3 separate regions of the Mus musculus genome follow, and regions 1 and 2 are each linked to region 3. Evidence: chromatin contacts called from public promoter capture Hi-C data. All regions are on one chromosome and are shown on one strand. The core of a region is the stretch at or near the end of the contact, and the rest is flanking DNA. Distances in the headings are between cores, read along the strand shown.

The links. Capture Hi-C pulls out chosen DNA fragments and counts their contacts.
Region 1: a contact with region 3 is called in a promoter capture Hi-C map of liver. The contact joins the promoter of Rab6a here to the promoter of Ucp3 in region 3. A contact is called at or near these places in 8 of 39 promoter capture datasets (the 3T3-L1 cell line, embryonic stem cells, fetal liver and 3 more), 2 of 484 Hi-C or Micro-C datasets (liver and nephron progenitors), 3 of 115 datasets of contacts at active chromatin or transcription factors (embryonic stem cells, memory CD8 T cells and microglia) and 3 of 9 other capture datasets (adipose tissue, liver and pancreatic islet).
Region 2: a contact with region 3 is called in a promoter capture Hi-C map of adipose tissue. The contact joins the promoter of Plekhb1 here to the promoter of Ucp3 in region 3. A contact is called at or near these places in 23 of 39 promoter capture datasets (the 3T3-L1 cell line, 3T3-L1-derived adipocytes, the C10 cell line and 17 more), 1 of 484 Hi-C or Micro-C datasets (nephron progenitors), 2 of 115 datasets of contacts at active chromatin or transcription factors (double positive thymocytes and pancreatic cancer cells) and 4 of 9 other capture datasets (adipose tissue, liver, macrophages and 1 more).

Annotation. Positions count from the first base shown.
Region 1 is chr7:100,605,930-100,609,520 of GRCm38.p6, forward strand. Rab6a (RAB6A, member RAS oncogene family) reads left to right here and starts at 1,657. Exons shown (of 8, transcript NM_024287.4): 1 at 1,657-2,364. The coding sequence starts at 2,295. It also overlaps a transcript of Mrpl48 not described here.
Region 2 is chr7:100,660,287-100,663,762 of GRCm38.p6, forward strand. It overlaps Plekhb1 (pleckstrin homology domain containing, family B (evectins) member 1), which reads right to left and starts at 2,108. Exons shown (of 9, transcript NM_013746.3): 1 at 1,872-2,108; 2 at 1,633-1,706. The coding sequence starts at 1,650.
Region 3 is chr7:100,471,007-100,474,711 of GRCm38.p6, forward strand. It overlaps Ucp3 (uncoupling protein 3 (mitochondrial, proton carrier)), which reads left to right and starts at 1,985. Exons shown (of 7, transcript NM_009464.3): 1 at 1,985-2,088.

The DNA.
Region 1 (3,591 bases), core at 407-2,906, 130 kb after region 3:
CTAATTCAATGGCACCTAACTTTTTTTTATTTTTCATATTCTATGAATAGACTTTATTTAGAACTCTTTTCCCTTCAGTGATGCAAGGTTTCATGCAGCCTAACTTTGATATGTAGCTCAGGCTGGCCTTAAATTTAGGATCCTCTAACCTGTATCTCTCAAGTGCTACGATTATGGGCATGCACCACCATGTCTGGCTCTAGAAGTTTCTTAGGTGTCCTAAAGAGTAGATTTTCTCTCTCTCTCTCTCTCTCTCTCTCTCTCTCTCTCTCTCTCTCTCTCTCTCTCTCTCTGCAGGACCTCACTCTGTATCTTAGGCTAAGCTGGAACTAACTCTATAGCCCAGGTTTGCCAAGCCCTGACAGCAATCCTCCGCCTTAGCTTCCTGGGGGTTGGGATTACAGATGTGAAGCACTAGATAGAAAATTACTAGATTTACAAAGGCCATTATAGAAGTTCCCATATACCACTCCAGACTCCTCTATTAACAGCTTACTTTAATAGGACTGATATGTTATAATAAATCAATCAGTACAAAATACTGTTATTAACTAAAATTCATGCTATACTCAAATTATTTTGTTTTTGTCTGATACTCTCTTTTTAGGGATCCCATTCAGATGAAAAGTTACATTTAATTATGTTATGTAACTGTCCACATTATGCTTAGTTCATGTTTTCTTATGGCATTCACCTTTATCTTATTGGATCTCAAATCTGGTTGACAATTGGAAATGCTTCAGATGGCAAATTTAAGGAAGCCCCACTCAAGCACATCCAGAAGTGCTGCTTTAAGGAGAAAGGATGATCTTTTAAATACTCCTTCTGCAGATTTGTGATTTTGTTGAGGCAGCCCTCTGGAATGTTGTGTGACCTTTTCCAAAGCTGCACCGCTAAGTGGGCAGTCATTTCATATCTGTAATATGTGGAGTTTGGCTTATATGATATCTAAACTCATTTCTAGCATGTAGACGATGGTTATCGTCTGATGTTATGGGCACCTAAAACAACGGCCACTCAACAGAAGATCACGCCAACAGACACTAGGGAATTTGATGGCTTAACGTAAGGAGGTAGCAGAGGTTCAAATAAAACCTTGACTCCATGACATGACTACGTGGATTTTGCAAGTCATTTCCTTCTGTTGGACTCCAATTTCCTCACCCACAAAATGGAGAGGACTTGTTTCTGGTAGTTATGAAACTCCACGGAGTAACGGTGGGAAATCTTATATACACGAAGATGCCGAGCAAGGAATTACGTTTTAGAAGGCTAGGGTAAACGGGTGAAGGGCTAAAGTGAGGAAGGAGAAGCGACGTTAAGGGTTTAGCACCTACAATACACCTTTGAGCGACCCAACCCCACCCACGCATTGCTGCGGTCATTCCACCTTGGTTCCGGCTCCGCCTCCGTCCCACCTTCTTTTCCCTCCTCCTTCCTCCAATCGCCTTGCGTCGCGCCACACTTCCTATGGCTGCCAGAACCCCACACCTTCCTCCGCGCGAGAGTCGCGCGCGCGCTCTCGCGTCGCCACCTCAGTTAGCAGCTGCCTGCCCTCCGCTTTTTCTGATTGGCTCGATTTGTCACTGACGTAAGCGCCCCCTTTTTTTTCTCCCCCCCTTGCTTACCCGGAACTCGGTCCCGCCTCCTCCCGGCTTCTCCAGACGCCAGTCGAAACCTGATCGGCCCCTTTCTCCACCGCACGGGAGGAGCCGGGATTGCTGGCGAAACCAGGAAAGCACTGGCGGCGACGCGCACGCACGCACTCACGCACGCACGTCCGAGGCCGGCAGGGCGGCAGGCTCGCGCCCGGACTCGCCCCGCATCCGCGCCAGAGGCTCGCGCACTCAGCGGGTTGTGCTGCGGTGGTGGCGGCGGCGGCTGCTGTGAGAGCCCGAGCACTGCGCGTGCCGAGACCCAGACGCGTCTGCGGCGCTCGCCTCGCCACCCTCCTCTCTCACCTCAGTCTCCGCGCCGCGTTCTGAGGGAAGGAACGGCGCTAGGCTAGCGAAGCCCGAGCGCACCGCTGGCTGCCTCCGACACCGCCCTGCGTCCCTTCGCGGCCGCGGGCCCGGCTCGGTGCTAGGCGACTCTGCGGGGAGGCGGCGGCGGCGGCTGCCGGTCGGTGGAGGCACTCTCCCTTCAGCCTCGCCCCTCTGCCCGGCCCTGCAGGGGCCGAGAGGACTCGGAGGCTGCCCCTTCAGCTCGGCCCTCTTCGTTAGCGGGTTGGAGCTGCAGCGGTCTGGAAGAGGTCTCTGGGCTGAGGCGGCGGCGGCGGCTCCTCCGGCTCCATCATGTCCGCGGGCGGAGACTTCGGGAATCCGCTGAGGAAATTCAAGCTGGTGTTCCTGGGAGAGCAGAGCGGTGAGTGCGCGACTCCCCCGCTCCTGGCAGCCGGCCGCGGCTTCCCCGCACCGCCCCCAGTGCAGCCCTTCTGGCCGCTGAGGCTCCCCGCCGGCCTCGCTCTTCCTAAAACCCCCACCCCAGCCTTTTCCCCGGGTCCCCCGACTCCTCTTGTCCCTGTCCCTGGCTCCTCCTCGCTAGGATCTATCAGGCTTGTAGCTTAGATCTCTGATCCTCGCCCGGACTCCGCCGCCTGCAGCCGGGCCCTCTCGGGCCGCTCTGTCCTCCTCAGTCCTCACCCCGCCCAGCCTCCTGTCCATCCCTTTCTTCCTTTGCTCTGCGTGGTCTCCACCACCCGGGCCGGCTTTATGGGGCCCCACCCTTATTCCTTGCTCTTTTTCCGGTTCCCATTGGAAGTGAGGTCCCACTCCGAGAAGCCCCCAACTCTGGAGAATGGGCCCCCTCTTCAACCTTGGATGAAGGAGGGTGGGATCTGGGCGTTGTTTTCCCCTGAGGCTTGGCTCGGAGTTGTACTAGTCTCTCGGAAGGTGAGAGAAGAGGTGGTCATGGAGAAAAACAATTCTTGCTCAGTTTACACCTAAATGAAGAATTAGTTAGGGTTAGTGAGCTAATATATTTTAACTGAAGGAGACTTGAAAAGAGGTGGCGTTGCCAGTGATGATTTTGGTCCCTTGGGTTGGGACTGGTTGGAAATCCTTATTTTTCTATTAATTTTCGTCATTGACAATTCTTTTGGCTATATTGATGCCTTTTCAGTCTCTGCCAGATGCTATGTCATGATCAGTTTACTTTGAATTTTTCTCATCTCACTTCCCTCTTTTCTCGTTTCAATATGAAATATTTAAGTATCTTCATGATGATACAAGCAAGGATTAACGGGTGAAATGTTAATTATTAATTTCTTCTTGAGAATTTTCCAGTTACATATTTAAGATGTATGTGAGAGGCTTAGAATAATGCATCTTTGTTTTGTAGGATTGCCTTTGGGTAATAGGGTAATAGATCCACCATCTAGCTCTCTAAATTAGATTAGAATACTATTTGAGTTAACTGATTTTTTTTTATGTATACCTAATATTTCATAGGGTCTTGTGAATGAAATTGTAATGTCATTTGTCTGGTCAAGGTTCTGCAGTCACTGTGCTTCCTAGTGGATACAAGGTTCTAATTTTGTAATGGTTGCCACGAAGATTACTTCTTCCAACAGCTTTATTCTATATCATTCAA
Region 2 (3,476 bases), core at 858-3,357, 190 kb after region 3:
AATTATATCCCTAGGACCCACCAAGAGGAAGGAGAGACAAAAAGTTGTCTCTGACCTCCACAAGTGTAGGGTTATACCTGTGCACATCCATGCACATATAGAGATAAATGTCATTTTAATTTTTAGAAGTTTGCTTTCAGGGGGCTGGAGAAATAGAAGTTCAGAGCACTGACTGCTCCTCCAGAGGTCCTAAGTTCAATTCCCAGCAATGACATAGTGGCTCACAGCCATCTGTAATGGGATATAATTCTCTTTTGATGTGCATGAAGACAGATCACTCATATACATTAAGAAAAGAAAAAAAATAAGCTAGGCATGGTAGTGCATGCCTTTAATCCCAGCACTCAGGAGGCGGAGGCAGGTGGATCTATGAGTTCAAAGCCAGCCTGTTCTACAGAGTCAGTTCCTATATAGCCAGCTAGGGCTACATAGAGAAATGCTGTCTCAAAAAAACCAAACAAACCAACAATAACAAAAGTTTGTTATTCAAAATGTAAGAGTGGCCACACCCACAGTTGCCAGAGACATTTCTGATCCTATTCAGCAACTTTGTGCTTCCAAATTGTATATGAAGCTCTATTCCTTCTCAGTGAACAACTAGAAAGGAAACACTTACATGAACCCCAACAGACTGAACATCCTTGTCCCAGCCCTGTAGCCGTATCCCCCCCCCCACCCCAAGGCTAGTCCTATGTAAAGAACCCAAGTCCTTTACAGACTGAAGAAAATAATACTCTCTGGAAACAAAAATAAGTGGAAATTATGCCTGAGTAGGAAAAAAAAAAAAAAACAGAGTGGGGTGGACCATATTTGGGAGGCTGACACAGCAGGACTGGGAAATCACAGACTAGCCTTGGCTACATAGTAAAGCCAGACTGGGCTATATATTAGATTCCTCACTACCACTTCACAAACAACTCTTCAAACAAACTACACATCACAACACACACACACACACACACACACACACACACACACACACACACAGAGTGCAGAGAGAAGCCAGGCTCCATCCCGGTTTCGGATGTTAGCGTTCTCTAGCTCTGTAAAGCACCACAGTGCTATAACGCAGCATGGAGCCCTCCCAATACAACTCTAGCTACCAGTCTACTGGAGGAGACTGGAGGTGAAAGTAGCCAATGCAAAGAGTGTGGCTTACCCAGGAGGAAGTCGCTCTTTGCCCAAGGGGTTCAGAAAGGCTTCCCCAAGGAAGCTGAGGGGTCGTGAAGGGGAAGTAACATTTCCCCAGTGTGGATCAAAGAACCTCACATAAGCACTGCTGGAAAGTCCAGGTCTTTAGTAGGCTTAGAAGATGAATGAGGGGTTGGGGAGAAGATGTGGGTTGGCAAGGGATAGCGCTGCAGAGGGTACCAGGCTAGAACAAGGACTGGGAGGCAGTGGACCGTGTGTATAGTGACTGCCTGGGGGAAATACGGTCAAAACAGGGGGTTAGGTCATATGATTAGCGGGTTACATGGTCCTGTCCCCTGGATCCGACCCTCCACAGTCGCTACTTTGACTAGCTCAGTCCATTCCCCACCTCTGCAGGAGCAGAGAATCCCAGAGACCAGGGCATTACCTATTTGGGAAGCCCCCCCCTTACTTCTTCCTACCCCAGAAACTCGTCCTTACCGGGGTTGCCGGGCTCATGGTTCCTGATGGTCAGAGCTGCATCCCCAAGAAGGTTCCAGAAGTGGGGCTTGACTCTGCCTTAGAGATAAAGGGATCAGGAAAGAGCTACCAAGCAGGCGCTGAAGGGAGAGGTAGGGAGGGACCGCACCAGTCCTAAAGAAAGTCACCCTCTTTTCCAGCCCCCTCCCGGGCTTTCCTGGCTGAGATCTCCTCTGTCCTTCTGTTTTTGGCCAAGTCACCTGGTGATTCCGAGGTGGTGTTGATCCAGGTCTCCAAGATAGGGTAGGGAGGAGGGTGGAATAAAGGAGACTGGAGATGGGGCAAGGCAGGTTCTCTGGCCCAGTTTAGGGCAGGGCTAAGTTTTCATTCTGAGGCCTAGCAGGCTGTGTCCATCTCCATCTCCCCAGTCGTGGCTGTGCGGCCTGGCTCCTTAAGTCTCCCTTCTTGGCTCCCCGGTCTCTTTAATCTTGACCCAGAGCCACCCCAGTGCTTCAGCCCTTTCGTGCTGTGCGTGCTCTGGGGGATTTAGCACAACAGATCCTATTAGCCAGTAGCTCATCCCCTCTTAGCAGCCCCAGCAACCGCATCTTTCAAACTACGCTGTTTTTCATCTCTGTGCCTTTAACTCATTCTCTGGTCTCTGGAAAGTCTCAACCCTACCCAATTTTGACTAATTTTTCTCCTTTCTATAACCGGGATGGGAGGAAGGAGAGAAAGAGACAGATGCCGGGCAGTGGTGGCGCACGCCTTTAACCCCAGCACTTGGGAGGCAGAGGCAGGCGGATTTGAGTTTGAGGCCAGCCTGGTCTACAGAGTGAGTTCCAGGACAGCCAGGGCTACACAGAGAAACCCTGTCTCAAAAAACAAAACAAGAGCCGGGCGTGGTGGCACATGCCTTTAATCCCAGCACTCGGGAGGCAGAGGCAGGCGGATTTCTGAGTTCGAGGCCAGCCTGGTCTACAAAGTGAGTTCCAGGACAGCCAGGGCTATAAAGAGAAACCCTGTCTCGAAAAACAAAAAACAAACAAACAAACAAACAAAACAAAAACAAAAAAAGAAATAGACAGATGGAAGAAAAAGAGAAGGAAGTTGAAGGGAGGAGGGAAGAGTGGAAAGGAACGGGAAGGAAGGAAGGGAGACAGGGAGCTATCTCTCCCGAGAATATTGGCAGGTTAAGCCGCTAAAATACTTCTATAGTCGCTATTATGTTGATAATGATCAGTTAAATTCTCATCTAGATACTCCTGAAGTTCATTTTCCTGCACATACGCAGAGGTTTGGGGGCAGGGTGATCTGACTCCCTCATTAGCAGCTCTGAAGATTCTCCTTTGCTGCTCTGGTTACCTTGAGGAAAAAAAAAAAAAGGCTTTTAAGTCAAACAGCCACGGGGATGCGCAGGATAACAGCTGATGACGCCAACTCCGGAAAGCAGCTTCAGCCTGGGCTGTTTCCAGCGGTTTGGATTACTAGGCTTGGTGAACTCTAGGTGAACCGGCTGCGACCAGCTGTCTCCATCTACTAGAGAGGGACACGCGTCCTCTAGTGGCCTAGAGAGGGACTGCTGTAACTGTTCTCCAGAAGCAAAGCATCGATTGTTCCAAAAGCAAACCTCCCTCCGTGCCTGTGACTGGCATTAAAGCGGTCAGGAGGAGATGGGTCCAACACGAGGCCGCTGACTGTATAAGTGGGTTGCTCAGCCTCATTTAGTCACCAAAGACACCTTCCTTCTCTGGTGTTGCTCATTAGGCCTAATAGAAAGCTTCTCCGGGCAATTTCTTACCTACTGTGGTACATGTCAGCTGGTAACTGATAGAAGAAGCGGCAGGGACAGAAGAGTGGCACTG
Region 3 (3,705 bases), core at 735-3,234:
TTTGGCACATAATGGAAGCTTGAGAAATGTCAGCCCTTCCCACTCTTCCTAAGCACCGGGGTGAATTAGAGGCAAGCTCACTGGCTACCCAGAACGCAGAGCACTCCAGCCTCCCATAAGGGCCATGAACCTTCAGCCAAACCTGCCCCTCAGATCTCTGCTCCTTGAGTGTCACCTTGCAAACCTGCCCAGTCCCTAGCCAGGGGCTCCCCTTGCCCCAGGCCTTGCCCTCGGCCAGAACAGAGCTTCCAGTACCTGGAGTTCCACGTCCCTCGGGGTAAGAAACCTCTAGGTTCCAAGCCTAAGGGGTAAAGCCTAGGGTGAAGAAGATCACTGCCAAATCCTGATCCTGTAAATAACCTGAAGGAGTCAAGTGAGAACAGGGCCACAGGAGGGCACGGGCTGCAGACAAGGTGAAGGTCTGAGACACAGACGACATGCCCAATTTGTTATTTACCAGTCTCTCCCAGTGATAGCTCTGAGGCAACTTGACTTGCCAAGTTGTACAACACATTTGTCACCACAACCAGAATGAACCCTGACTTCCTTATGCATGCCCTCCACAGATGCCTGGAAAGTATTTCTGGTGACCCAGAGACTGTAGCAGCCAACCTTAAAACTCCCAGCAGAGGTTTGACTCTAGCTAGGCCTGAGCTCTCCTCCCTCTGGGTTTCTCCAGAACCTGCTGCCTCTAGTTTGACTTCTACTTGTAGCCCCAGCCCCCACATGGTTCCCACAGTCCTGCCCATGTCCAGATTAATAGTTCCAGACTGAGCTCAAAGCAGTGAGCAGGTCCTGGTCCAAGAAACAGGATAGACAGTCTAGATGTCACAGCACCCACCCTGCCATGGCGCTGCGCTCAAGTTCCAAAATGTCCTCTACCTTCTCTGTCCTACTTATCTCCTCTCCCCTCTCCTTTTAGTTTCCCTTCTATGCCACCTGGCTCCCAACTTCAGCTGTGCCCACCCAGTCTTTAACCTCAGCGCCTGCAGATGGACCAGCCTACGGTGGTTGCTGCAAGGGATTCTGCTCACCCTGCCCCATCTCCGGTCCCAGCATGTCCATGTCATGAGGAATCAGGATTGCAGCTGATAGACCCAAAGTGTGGTATAGGTTACAGGCAAGTCAGGCCTGCAGTGACCTAGCTGTCTGTCCTTGACAGTCAGTTTTCTGTGTAAAGTAAGCATTGACACATGAGGGCTCTACACAGTACGTCAGTGTCTACCGGTACAGTGCAGTGTGTTAACACCACTGTGAAAGAAACCAGCCACAAGAGGCTATACATTCTATATAATCCTACTCAAACAAAGCATCTAGAACAAGCAAATTAAGAAGCAGAATAAAGACGAGTGGTTGCCTGAAGCTGGGGGAAGGGAAAGGGGGTGACTTGTTCTGTTTTTGTCTTTGAGCCATGATGAAAGTGTTCTGAACTAGCATGTAGTAGTTGATCAACCAGACTGTACTAAACACTATTGTGTGCTCTATGTGGGCAAATCACATGCTGTGTACAATACATCTGTTGTCCTTTGTTTTTAAATTTAGGATCCTGCTTCCTAGAGATGTGGGAAATAGAAGCGCTGTGCCTGAAATATCAAGCATATCTTGGCACCAAGATGTCCTCTACCTTCTCTGCCCCGTCTTCTCCTCTCCCCTCTTGAGAATGTCAGGCCTCTAAGAAGTGACACCTGTAACCATTGTATAGGATCCTGGAGAGCCCCTGTCCTAAGAGACCTTGTCCTTTGGGCTCTCAAAGGTGACAAATGCTGTCACACACCTCCTGGCCACCAAGGTAGCTCTCCTCTTGAAAGCTCAAAGGAGCCACATTAAAGAGCCCCAGGTCACGGAAGCTAAACCAGATCTGGAACTCACTGGTCCCCTCCCCGCAGCCTGCCTCTTGTCAAGTGATCAGACTGTCAACTAGCTTCTCAGAATTAGGTTTCAGGTCAGCTGGTGCACAGGGCCAGTGCCGAGCCAGGGACAGCAGAGACAACAGTGAATGGTGAGGCCCGGCCGTCAGATCCTGCTGCTACCTAATGGAGTGGAGCCTTAGGGTGGCCCTGCACTACCCAACCTTGGCTAGACGCACAGGTAAGACCCCATACTCTGCTCTCCTCTCCCTTTTTCCCTTCCATGGATGCTCACAGCCAGGAGCTTGCTGGGATCACTCAGCACTGCGTGAGAGACCGAGAGTGAGCCGGTCTAGCTCCCACCTAGTAAAGATGAAGGAACTGCAGGCCTGGGGAGGGCCTTGACTTCCACATCTATGTGACTCCTCACAACTCCCGTGTTTTGCTGACTCCTCTGCTGGGATCTTACAAATGCCAGATGAAAAGTGTCCCTCTCCTTTGGCCCAGGATCCCCACGGAGCACAAAGCCCTCTCCAGCAAGGATCCTGGGGCCCTTCCTGGGTAGAGATGATGAGGGCACCTCTGGCCTGAAGCCTGGTCTAGAGCCCGTGGTCACTCTGTCTAGTGGCATCCTTGATGCGGATGTATTGTTGGAGAGAGTTGGGTTGGCCCTATAGGCTAGAGTACCTCATGTTGTGGGTACCCCAGTAGAGCTACAGGGTGAGGATTGTTCTCAACTTCCACTTCCAGCTGGGGGCATCAGACCGATAATAACCGAGGTGCGCCAAGGAGGAGGTTGGGAAGCTCAGACCTCAGGGCGTTCCCTACTGCGCCAGGCATTGTAGCCTCACCCACATACTCAAGTCTGTCTGCTCATCCTTTCTCTTTCTGATGGATGGTTTGGGGGCACTCCTTCAAAACTTGGGTACACACAATTGCAAGCTCTTAACCAAGTTCGTGCTTCAGTGTCTCTTGAGAGCACCTTTCCAGCAGTATCCTCAGTGGTGTTAGAGCCCCAAGGCTCCCTTCTCATCTATTCTTGCTGCCTGCACCAGCATGCTCTGACGGCCCAGGCCCCCACCCACCCTGGACTAAGTGTAACCTTGGCATTCGCAGCCTTCTACCAAAGGGCCCTGAGATCATCTTTGACCTCATTTCCTGTCTCCTCATTTTGGCACGATGGTCTGACTTAAGACCTTCCCTATAACAGTTTTCACAGAGGAGGGTAAGTTGATCTTGTCCCTGCCTGGAGGCTCCGACAGAGCCAGAAGAGTCACTGATAATGGGGCAGCGCTACAAGACAGTAGGGTCAGAAGTAGCAGAGGACAAAGTGGGTACAAGAGGGAAGCCCGGATTGACAGGGAAGCAAAAACTCCAGGGACACGCCTGGCCTCCGTGGGGAGAAAATTCCATTCCGTGCCTTCTGCAGGACCTGACTCAGCACCAACATCACCTGAGGTTCCCTCCAGCAGAAAGGACTCAGAAGTCAGTCCCTGACAGCAGCCATACCCAGGTCCTTTGCCTGTCTAACCTCAGTGTTTCTCTCCAAAGCAGAGCAGAACACAGGATGGTTCTGCTAGTGCCTGAGTGGTCCCCAGACAGGCTTTGAAGAAGGGAATTCTAGAGAACTTACCCACAGCTGGGCGTGGTGGCACACACCTTTAATCCCTCTCAGGAGGCAGAGGCAGGCGGATTTCTGAGTTGGAGGCCAGCCTGGTCTACAAAGTGAGTTCCAGGACAGCCAGGTCTATACAGAGAAACCCTGTCTCAAAAAAAACAAAAAAAAAAAAAAACAAAAAACAAAAAACAAAACAAAACAAAAAAAACCAACAACAACAAAAAAAAAGAACTTACCCCA